2 separate regions of the Triticum aestivum genome follow, and region 1 is linked to region 2. The links are chromatin contacts, called in public Hi-C maps. All regions are on one chromosome and are shown on one strand. Each heading gives the region's core, a stretch centred on a gene start, on an enhancer-like site or on the middle of the called end of the contact. The rest is flanking DNA. Distances are from core to core; before and after follow the strand shown.

The links. Hi-C and Micro-C count contacts between places; a contact is called where the count stands out from the background.
Region 1: a Hi-C map of leaf shows a contact between it and region 2, with 3 times the contacts expected there. The contact joins the promoter of LOC123180080 here to the enhancer-like site in region 2. A contact is called at or near these places in 2 of 5 Hi-C or Micro-C datasets (both in leaf).

Annotation. Positions count from the first base shown.
Region 1 is chr1D:30,143,465-30,149,325 of IWGSC CS RefSeq v2.1, reverse strand. LOC123180080 (cilia- and flagella-associated protein 298) reads left to right here and starts at 1,421. Exons shown (of 5, transcript XM_044592041.1): 1 at 1,421-1,695; 2 at 1,797-1,858; 3 at 2,811-2,940; 4 at 3,213-3,310; 5 at 3,389-3,722. The coding sequence starts at 1,506. The coding sequence ends at 3,424. It overlaps LOC123180081 (a long non-coding RNA gene), which reads left to right and starts at 4,637. Exons shown (of 6, transcript XR_006490701.1): 1 at 4,637-4,979; 2 at 5,061-5,861.
Region 2 is chr1D:29,972,906-29,978,443 of IWGSC CS RefSeq v2.1, reverse strand. It overlaps LOC123180076 (E3 UFM1-protein ligase 1 homolog), which reads right to left. Exons shown (of 20, transcript XM_044592036.1): 14 at 262-327. Among protein-coding and RNA genes, the nearest start is that of LOC123180076, 15 kb to the right of the region's middle. Within about 2 kb of position 2,188, at least 5 of the 8 cell types and tissues checked have an H3K27ac peak or open chromatin away from gene starts, as enhancers often do. A contact at or near this core is called in leaf, where this site is marked.

The DNA.
Region 1 (5,861 bases), core at 172-2,671, 170 kb before region 2:
TTGGACGCCCTGTGTTTGCATGATCCTGTATGACGCGCTCCAGGCTCCCAAATCCTCAACCCTGACTGACATCCATACACAAATTGTGTACCAAACAAAGGAGACCAAAATAAAACCCCTTGTAGCCTTCCTGTGTGCACGTACCAAAGGAGATCAATGACAAGCTAGCTAGTCAAACTCCAATCCGTCACAGGTAGCTTCTGGGCTTGTATTTCTTTCCTTTTTTAGATAACATCACGCCTGATCCTTGGTCCTTGCGCCAATATTTTTGTCCAAACAAATCTCATGCTCAGCTCCAAGCTCCACCCATGCGGGCTGCTGACAACGGTCTGGATCTCGTCCAGCCGTGCGCCCCGCCAGGGCTTGGTTCGGCCAGCACAACCCATCACGGTGGTCTGCACGCGCACCGCTCCACCTGGTGTATTCCTTGGCGTCCATGTTCGCTGCCGCCTCCGTGGGTTGCTAATAGTGTTGATTACATCTTGTAGTTGATGCTAGTTGGTTTATTTGGTGGAAGATTATATGTTTAGATCCTTAATGATATTCAACACCCCTCTGATCTTGAACATGAATATGATTTGTGAGTAGTTACTTTTATTCTTAAGGACATGTGAGAAGTCTTGTCATAAGTAATCATGTGAATTTGGTATATGTTCATGAGAAGTCTTGTCAGAAGTATAGTACCTCAGGATGCTGAAGTAGCTGATATTGCTACAGTACTTGAAACGCTTACAGTGCCTCGCACCCTGCTAGTGTACTGCACAAATGGGCCAGCCCAATTGGGGCAGCTCTGTGCGCCAAGAAGGAAAACTGACGCAACAGGCGCCGGTTAGGAGGTCCCGCTCGCAATGAGGGAGCTCCTATTCCATGCTCGATGCATGGAACCACCCCAAAAGTGTGCACACCTTGCGCAGGCTTTTTTGCCGAGAGAAACCATTCTATTTGTTTCTGAAAAAACCAAATGATGTTGTTTGGTTAAAAAACAGGTTTTTGACATATTTTAAATGACCATGAATTCAAACAATGGTCATAAAGTGCACAAGTGTTCATGAATTTTAAAAATATTTAGCATTTACAAAAATCATGATTTTTTTTAAATCACTAATTTTGAATGTACATAAATTCAAACAATGTTCAAGATTTCAAAATATTCAGAAATTTTAAAAATTCAAAAAGGAGCTAGGTCAGAATAAGGAAAATGAAGAAACGAGAGGAAAACCACACCTGTAGAAAACCTACTCTCAAAGCTGCGCTTCAAGGCCAAGAAATATAAATGGGCCGAGGGCCGAAGGAGGCCGTGGTATTCGCTCTGTGGGCTTATCCAAAATACGCTATACATTTTTTGTTGCTAAATGCTTGTCTCACTCCCCACCGTGTGATTATGATCAAACGGCCGCTAGCTTCCCTCCTTGGACACATTGAGCACGTACGCTGGGCCGGTCCGGTCCATCCCCGAGCCGGAGGAAGCTTCCAGAATCTTCGGCGCGAGCAAGCGAGCGACAGACATGGTGGTGCTGCACGTGAAATCGTCGACCTCCTCCTCGTCCCCGTCCCCATCCCCATCGGAGGTAGAGGAGGAGATGGAGTTCCTGTACGAGTGCGCCGCCACCGCCGCCGTCGCGGACGTGGCGGCCGCGCTCGCGGGCACCGCCGGGCTCCAGGCCCGCGTCCTCTCCCTCTGCCGCCGCCTCCGAGGCGAGTGATAAAACTTCCCGGCGCCGCGTCGCGCTAGCCGCTGCCATGGATGAGCGGATCGAATTCAGACTGACGCGCTGATGTTTTTGTTGCGGTTGCAGAGAGGTGCCCGAGCGGCGAGCTGGAGAGGGCTCTGTCGGAGGCCGAAGCCTACGCCTCCAAGGTAAAGTTTCTCGATTCGTTTCACTGGTTGCTCAACTCAGATGCCTGGATTTGTTTGTGGGATTGAATTCGGAGTATGATGTTCTGTAGCTTTGAGGCTTCAGGTGTGGATCGATGTCGATAGCTAGTATACAGTTGATTGAGCGCATCAGGCTTAGAACTGAGCTCCATGGAGGGGGGAATTGTAGACATGTGTGTGATTTTGTTACTTGTACTACCCCTGCCTACTGGTGTGATGAACTTATGCTGCTGCTACATCATTCATGTACATTGTACTGAATGTACTGAACAGGATTATAAGCTGAGGTTGCACCAGCCAATAAGAATTAATGAGTTCCTTTATTTTTTGTAATTTTTATGTTGACACCGAAACATGGTTTGTTTGAACGGAGCTTAGTGTCTGGGAAGTGTCATGTGTGTATACTTGCGAATGAACCGGTGTCGCTACTGTCTATGGCGCTTTGGCATGCAGTTTAAAGGGCTTGCAGACATTTGTTACATTAACAAGCGAAACCATTGTTTCTTTTTGTCTGAATAACAATCATTTCAGAACTTTTATTTAGCATTCAAGAAAATGTAGATGATGAAAAGCTAGCTTCTGCTATGTCACAGACCATCGACAGTTGCTACATAAAGGCCGCTGGTTTGGCCTGCAGTTTCTTAGCGTGTTTCTGCGTTTGCTTATTTGGTAGCCAGAACTTTCGTGTTTTAGAAGTCTTGTACATTGGTTTGACTTCCCTCTCAGCTACATCATGTAATAATTGTTTCTGAACATGCCCATGCAATTTATTTGCTTGGTTCTTGGTCAGTATTTCCAGATTCGGAAATGAAAGCTAAATTAGCCCTTGCCTTATTATCAATCAATCAAAATTCTTTAAGAGTTGATATATCACGATAGTCCTTGCTGGAATGTTTCGGTTGAAGAGTTGAGATCTATCCGAATCTTATTGCAGGTACAAGTACGTCATAACAAATTCGTGTCCCCTCATGCTCTAAGGGAACATATCAAGAATATTGAAAAGACAGCTGCTAATGCTCTACCAGACACTTCGGAGGCCTTGTGTCCGCAACATCCAAAATCAGGTAACTCGAATGAGTTTAGATACCAGAGATGCAAATTTGCGAAAACTGTAATGTAGATACAGTATTCCTGGAGAAAGACTGAATTCCACAATAGGTAGGTTATTCTGTATATTTCCTGGTTTCTGTGAGCTATCTGAATGTCTTAAAAGTGTATCAACCTCTATTCAACTTGACAAAGTTTCCTTTAGAGTTTAAATTTATTTCTCCATTTTCTCTGGAACGCGGGATATCCTCTTCTTAGTATTTAATTCGTTCTTGTAAACAATATCCAGATGAAAAGCGTGACAGCATACAACTTTGGTGGGCTGGAAAAGAGCTAGCTATGCATAAGAAGCTATCTGACTATATTGGTGTTAATGACAAAACAAAGGTAACAAACAACTGTATTCCATGACATTTGCTTCAGTTTGTGATTGATTTTTTACTAACATTGTATTAATCTATGCAGATTGTCATCAGGCTAAGCCTCCCAACGAGCCTTTAGTGTTGTCCTGTCCGTCATTGATATTTCCTAGTACTCCCTCTGTATCAAAATACATAACGTTTTGGATACTCCCTTTGTATCAAAAAAGAGTATCAAAAAACGTCTTATATTATGATAGAGGGAGTAGTGAATTTTTCTTTTGAGTAGTATATGCATTTATGCAAATTAGGCACATGTAAGTTGTTTTTCATTTTCGTGAGAAAACAAACAGGCACCATCTTCAGCTTCATGTACCAATGGACAACATGTATCAACAGGTTAAAACAATCACAGTATAATCACTGAATGTTTCATTGTACAATGTTCAAGGTATTTCGGGGCATCAAGCTGTGAGTGAGTAATACATTTGATCATGATTCAACTCTGTGTGTGCAATAAGACTAGCTAAGAGAGAAAATTACATTTCCTGCTAAATGATCATCACTCGTATGATCTTTTGAAGCTGGGAGTATGCAATCTGGTGGTAGACAAACTCATTGTGCAAATTGCTTGTTATTCAGAATGGTGCCCTGATTATATTTTCTCGTGTCCAGAGAAGTAGTCCAACTTATCTAGCATTGCAGCAGCTGCCTACATGATCGCCCCCCCTGAACATGCCTGCACCATTTATCTTCGATCTGGTTCAACTTTTGCTGTTGTATTTAGCTTGCTTGTCCTCACATGGATGTCTCTTGAGTTCCAATGAACAAACACACTCTGAGCAGCAAAAAGTGAAGCATTTTTTTGGGTATCTAGGTTTCTTATCACTGAGCAGATAGACTATGTACCACATTGCAGGAAGGCTACGGGATCTTAAGCAGGTGCTTTTTATCCCTTTCTTAGTTCTTGATTTTACATTTGAGTAAATTTTGCTTACCATTAGTGCCATATATCATAGGAAACATTTGTGTTTCTGTCAAAGGCGAAACCAAAACGTGTGGTACTCCTATAATTATTGGCAAAACACACTCAAGGTTCTGTGAAATCTGTTCTGGATTGAGAAACCAGAGAGTATGTGCATTGCTGCAATCATGGAGCTGTCCATCGTGAGATTATACACGTGACATATGGCCGGTGCCTTGTCTGAATGCAACTCTTGGCGTTTGCAGACGGAGTTCAGGATTCAGCAACCGGCCAAGGAACATATCAAGAATATTGAAAAAACAGCTGCTAGTGCTCTACAAGAGACTTAAGAGGCCTTGTGTCCACAACATCCAAAATCAGGTAACAAGAGTGAGTTTAGGTACCAGAGATGCAAATTTGCGAAAACTGTAATGTAGATACAGTTGTCCTGGAGAAAGACTCCACAATATATAGGTTATTTTGTATATTTCCTGGTTTCACTGAGCTATCTGAATCTCTTAAAAGCATATCAACCTTTATTCCTCCACTAGAGTTTTAATTTATTTCTCCATTTTCTTTGGAACACGGGATATCCTCTGCTTACTACTCAATTCGTTCTTGTGAACAATATCCAGATGAAAAGCTTGACAGCATACAACTTTGGTGGGCTGGAAAAGAGCTTGCTATGGATAAGAAGCTATCCGACCATATTTGTGTGAATGACAAAACAAAGGTAACACACAGCTGTAGTGCATGACATTTGCTTCAGTTTGTGATTGATATTTTTCTTCTAACATTGTATTAATCTATGCAGATTGTCATCAGGCTAAGCCTCCCAATGAGCCCTTAGTGTGGTCCTGTATTGCATAGTAGTGATTTTTTTGGCAATTTATGCAAATTATGCGCATGTACGATATTTTTCATTTTCATGAGAAATCAGGCAAGCATCCTCTCAGCTGTATGTACCAATTGACTACCTGTATCAACAGCTTAAAACCATGAATGTATAATTATTTAGTGATTCCAATAGTACAATATTCAAGTTATTTGTGGGCATCAAGTTGTGACTGCGACACTGAGCATGATTCAACTCTGTATATGCAATAAGACTAGCTGAGAGAGAAGATCGCGTTTCCAGCTAAATGATCATCACTTGTATGATTTTTTTTTCAAGCTGAGAGTATGGAATTAGATGGTAAACTCATATCTGCAAATTGCTTGCTATTCAGAATGGTGCCATGATTAGATTTTGTCTGCGTCCAGAAAAAGTAGTACAACTTATCTACCATTGCAGCAGCTGCCTACAGGAGGGGGGATCCCTGAACATGCCTGCATTATTTATCTTCAATCTAGTTCAACTTTTGCTCTTGTATTTAGCTTGCTTGTGCTCATGTGCATGTCTCTTGAGTTCCATTGAACAATCACGCTCTGAGCAGGAAAAAGTGAAGCATTTTTGGGCATCTAGGTTTCTTATCAGTGATAGACTATGTACCATATCCCAGGAATGTTGCAGGCATCCTAAGCAGGTGCTTTTGATCCCTTTCGTAGTTCATGATAGCATATTTGAGTGCATTTTGCTTAATATTTGTTACATGTGTTATTGAAAATATGTGTG
Region 2 (5,538 bases), core at 939-3,438:
ACGGAAGAACTTCATCTATATATAGATTCATCGCCTCAAAAATGTATAGTATTTTATCATGTTAATCATTCAAACGTCTGCTGTACCCAGAGACCCAGACTAAAGTTTTTGTGGTATGTTTGATTGTTAACTGTAGGTGCTAACATATTACCAGAATTTAAGCTGTCATGCATACTAGATTTAGAGCAAGAAAAATACAGAACTAAGGACTTCAAGGCTTCAATCAATTCGTCAAATAATATTTCTTGGTTACAGACAAACCTTTCCCTCCAGCGCTTCGACTAAAGCTTGAGCCTTTGATGACAATTGCCCTGGAAGATCCTTTGCCTGAAGTTTTTTTAACAAAAAAGAGCAACCCACAAAGTTAAACAAAATTACATTTTCATACAGGATTGACACAGGAAAACATTACATAACATATGGAAAAAAGAAATAAGTGAATTGTACCAGAAAAGTACGCTCAGTAGTGCTGAGCTGAACATGCTGTTCTTCACTGTCTTCAAACTCCATTCCATTCTTCAATTTGTTGTCCTTATCCTATCGGTAGTTCAGTCCAAAGTACACGTGCTAGTCAGAGAAGTAGGTTACAAAACCTTTTAAACTATTCAGATTATAATTCATAAGCTAGTCACAGTTTCATAGTTCGTGGCGCAAGAAAGATCACAAGGAGGGAAGTAGCACAATCAGGGGTGCATGTTATTTAAGGGACTGTTGCAAGGGTAAAATTAAAGCCAAAACGGATACATCACGAAATTATTTATGAATTATAATCTTGCAGGCAACCCCACGATGTGAGCTTATAGAAGTTACCAGACCAAATAAAATCTTGTCGACTATTGGAGTACCCATAGTTCTGAGCAGATGGTCGTGTAATATGCCCTGAAAACCAGAAAACAGGTAAAGAAAAGGACCTAAGTAAAGGCTGATAACGTATTGAGTAGCAAGCGATGTTGTGAGAACAATGCCCATAGGCTATAGCAGCTTACACGGGTAGCAGGATCATCCTCAAACACATCTAGAGCTTTTCCATAAAGTTGCATGTCGAGGACAGCCTGGCGGTGACAAAGAACAAAATTGAAAAAAGTAAGATGATCTAGCACCAGAAGAGAAATGCAGGAAAGCAATTTAGCAATAGCGAACAATTTCAAGGGTATCCAGAAACTATATATTAGAAAGAAAGCACAAAGTAAAGTAATTGGGATGCAAAAGCAGATTACCTCATCTAGCTGCTTTTGCAGATTATCAAGCACACTTGGCCTCCTTTCAGCATTTTCTGACAGCATGGTGTTCATTTTCTTCTTCCCTGCATCAATAAGCATTTGTCACCGTCAGGCTGTCCTCGATATGTTCTTTGTCAGCGTGGTGAGAGGACAATAATTTAATACGTACAATATATAGTATGTATTTTTAGTTTTTTTTCCACATATTATTAATCCAAATGTTTCATACAACCAAATCTTATTGTAATGCAATGCATTTGTCAGCGTGGTGAGAGGACAATAATTTAATTGGGCCATTTAAGTCGTCTGAGCCTAATGTTGGTTTTAAAAGTTAGGGGCGATGCTCGAGCGCTAGACCTCTCGAACGAGCGAGAGGTCTACTTGCTCGTGTAGTGTGAGTCTAAGGACGCCACGCGCGCGACCTAGCAACAATCGGAACGACCCCGGCGACCGAACCGAACGGTGGCGCTCCCGGAGGTCGTGCTCCGAGGACGAAATCGAGGGGGGAGAGGTTGGGGCTTTTGGCGCGGCTGCTCACCTGGTGATGCTGGCGTAGCCGAAAAGGGCGGAGGAGGTCTGCCGGCGGCGAATTTGAACGGTGACGGCGAACAGACCGAAGAGGAGGAGGTCGACCAATTCGACGGCGTGGAGACGTCCGAGCTCGAGGTCGTCCGAGTAGAGGAAGTGGTCGTGCAGGAGGGGCTCCTGGTCACGCAGAAAACGCCGGCGGAGGACGCTGGCCGCGGTGGCCTGCTCCGGCGATGCTCTGGCGCTCCTCGGCTTGCTTGGTGGAGAAGGAAACAGAGGGGGAGACCCACCTGGCAGCGGCGGAAGGGAGTGGGGGGAGTAGGGTTAGGGTTTGGGTGGCTGGGGATGCTTCAAGGGGAGAGGAGAGCTGCGGCGGTTGCTCGCTGATGTCGGCCGGCACACGCGTCCCCTCGATCTCTCTGGAGAAGACGACAGCGCGGAGAGGGCAGGTGGGGTCCAGCGGGCTTGGGCCGGCTGTGTGGACTGCGCACACTCTAGTTGTGCACTGACATCCTGTTTGCTCAAAAAGAAAAGCTGAGAAGAGAGGGAGGGCTGGTTAAATTTAAATTCTTCTTTTTCTTTTAAAGAAAAAATTAAAGGAGGCTTGGGTTTGGGTGGACTAACTCACTTATGGCAATTGTTGCAAATCATACCAAGTCTGTTAGCGGTAACAAGGATGTGACTGCACAAATGGAAGAGGCCGGGTTCGAAATTTATCAAACTGAATGTAGATGCTTCTTTTAATGCAAAGGAGGAATCGGGTGCGACAGGCGCTGTCTTACTGGACGATAAAGGCCACTTTATTGCTGCACAATGCAGATTCGTTAATGTTGCAGCTGATGTAGTGACGGTTGGGGCTATGGCAATGCATGATGGTTTAAATTTCGCAAACACTCTGGGTTTTGACAGAACTGAAGCAGAGTCCTACTCTTTGAGTGTGGTGAACTACTGCCAAAGTGCCAAGGACGAAATCAATGGTGGGATGCAGCAGCGGCAATCTTTGCTGAGTGCATTGACACAGCAACATCAATACGGAAGGTCATCTTTTCGCGTTGTTTTCGGGATGCTAATTCGGTAGCTCATGAGCTAGCTAAATTCAGCTTTTGTAATGAGTGTGATGATAATTGGATTGATGAAGCCCCGGGTTTCCTAATCAGCCAATTAGTGAACAATGTAATTATTGTCTGATTTAATAAAGCTAGCCATGGTGGCATTTCCCCGCAAAAAAGGAGGCTTGGGGGACAACATTTGGTGGGTCAAATGAATTCCAAAAGTCGTGAAAACTTAAATTGTGGTCTCTGAATCATTTCAAAGCTCCAAAAATTTATCCACAGTCTATTGGCAAGGCTTGGCATTTGTTTGGCATAAAAAGGAGAGGAAAAGGAATAAAGGGATTTAAACTAGAGGTTGGTCATAGGGTTGGGCTAAAATTGTGAAATAATTTGGGTAGCTCCCCAATATTAAAGGAAAAAGCTTCCGTCCAGCCATCGGATTGTATGTGGGATCGAATGGTCTTGTGCTCTTCTGGTCCCACCTTTCTCTAGAAATATCCAACTCGAACCAGAGCATCCCTTTTCTTTCGTGAGTCAACGCCAACACATCGTTATCCATCCACAATTTTCCACGGCTTCTTTCTCAAGCTCCTGAACATGGCGCTGCTACTTTTGTAACCTCGCCGCCTTGCCCGTTGCTTTTACTCCTATTGTCGCACTGCATTGCTACCGACGTTGCTATGAGGGAAGCGACCGCTTCTATAGGCAAGCCATCGTGTCCCTGGTGTTGCGTTCTCTCTGCAGTCTCGATTTCTTTGGCAACGGCCGCACATCAGCCTTTGTGCGGCCTGTGCGGGATGTTAGGTGCCATGAACGATGGCCACGACGGTCTCATAAACGATGACGATGAACGACGGCCGGTCGGCCGCGGCAGCATTTCTATAACATCATTTTTGTTGCAATTTATTTTCGCAACATGGTCTCAGTTGCAAAAGTTTCCGGTAGCATGATCTCTGTTGCAAATGTTTTTTCAAAAAAACTGCAACATCGCCTATGTTGTGAAAAAATTCTGCAACATGAACTTTGTTGTAAATGTTTCTGCAACAGGAGCTATGTTGCAAAGGGTTCCACAACATTCCCTTTGTTGCAATGCAAGGATGGGGTTTGACTCTGACGAGTGCTGAAGATCCGTCGGCCTAAGTCTTGGGGTGATGATTGGTGTAGAACATCAAAAGGGAGAATGGCCAAATTAATTATTAGTGAATAAAATGTCACGTGCGAACGGCCCCAACGAGTCCCAAAACCTTGACCGAAAACGCCACGTGCGTTCGAATGGACGCTTGTCTTGACAGGCGTTTGCAGCCTACTCATACTCTGATGTTTCGTGTGGCACTTGGACGAGAAGAATGTGTTTCTAGTTGATCACAAGATAAAAGGTTCTCGAAAAATATTTGCTTGCAGTCATTGTTCTTAAAGGAACCACCAGAGTTTCAAGGTGTTTCTACCTCAATACATGCTGTCAGTCGGTATTTGGTTGCTCGTCAAAAATTAAGAAGTTGATTCTGCTGTCACACGACCCCCTAGAATGTACACGGTGTATATTACACATGGATCCCTTTCCTTCAGAAATTGCGACGCCAGAGGGCAACAAATGAGCTCACGGCGCAAGCACGCAACCGACATACAGTACTACGCTAGATTCAATTGATGAGTGTGCTAAGTTGACCAAGTATCGCAGGGTGGCTGCTTGCATCCCAAGCTCCAGTGCCGATGATAGATAGAGAGGTCTGTGTATTTACACGAGGGCATGGCGCACCATGCACATAATGTTTGCGGCTCACTCTTTGCTCGTGCCGAGGGCCAGGGATTTGAGTTCTGGCATCAGCCTCTCTTCTAGGTCTTCCTTCTTCTCCAGCATCCGGTCCGATGCACAATCGTCTTCCTGCAGGGCAAAGACACGATGATGCATGATTGCGCAAATGATGAGCACAGAACATATTGCTTGATGCATATCAGAGGGTGTCAGGTAGATGGGGAAAGCACAGAATATAAATTAAGAGTACATGTATAGAGTTCAGTGCAGAAACGGGATAAAGTTACGGAAACAGCAGACATGGCAAATCTAACGTTTTTCATGGCAATTCATGTTTGCCGTCATGATGGCAAATTTAGTTTACAAGCACGTCAATTTCCTGGGAAAATGAATAAAACTGAGGCGGATTTGCCATGCTTGCCAACTAAACTTGCCATCCTCGGCACACATAACTTGCCATGAAAACGTTCGATTTGACATGCCTAAGAATCTGACGTCAGATTTGCAGCAAAGTCCAAAAGTTATGGAAGGATAACCAACTAATCCTTTTATAATGCACACAACAGTAAGCAGGGATATGTTCAAAATGGTTGGAGTGGACTTACATCACCCGTGGCAGCAGCTTGTAGTGCGAGAACTTTCACGGTAGTGGCATGATATTCGGTTAAAACCTTGAAGGTTGAAGCTGGTAGCTTGTCCTGAAAAATAGAGGATATGTATGATCACCCGGGCATGGATTTTGCTAAAGTTGACAGTATTATGTGTGAAATAAGCCAGCATCACAGGCAGACCAAAGCATCCTAATTCTGTAAGACTGCTATAAAACTAAAACCTAAGAGGCTAAGAAACTATGGCCAGAATGCAGAGGACTGCCAATCATCGATCGAAAAGCCGGCAGGATCTTGATGGCTAATTATAATATCTGGAAATACTGGCGGGGCCGTGGAGCGGCATACAGGAATTATAATATCTGCTATGCTGTTTG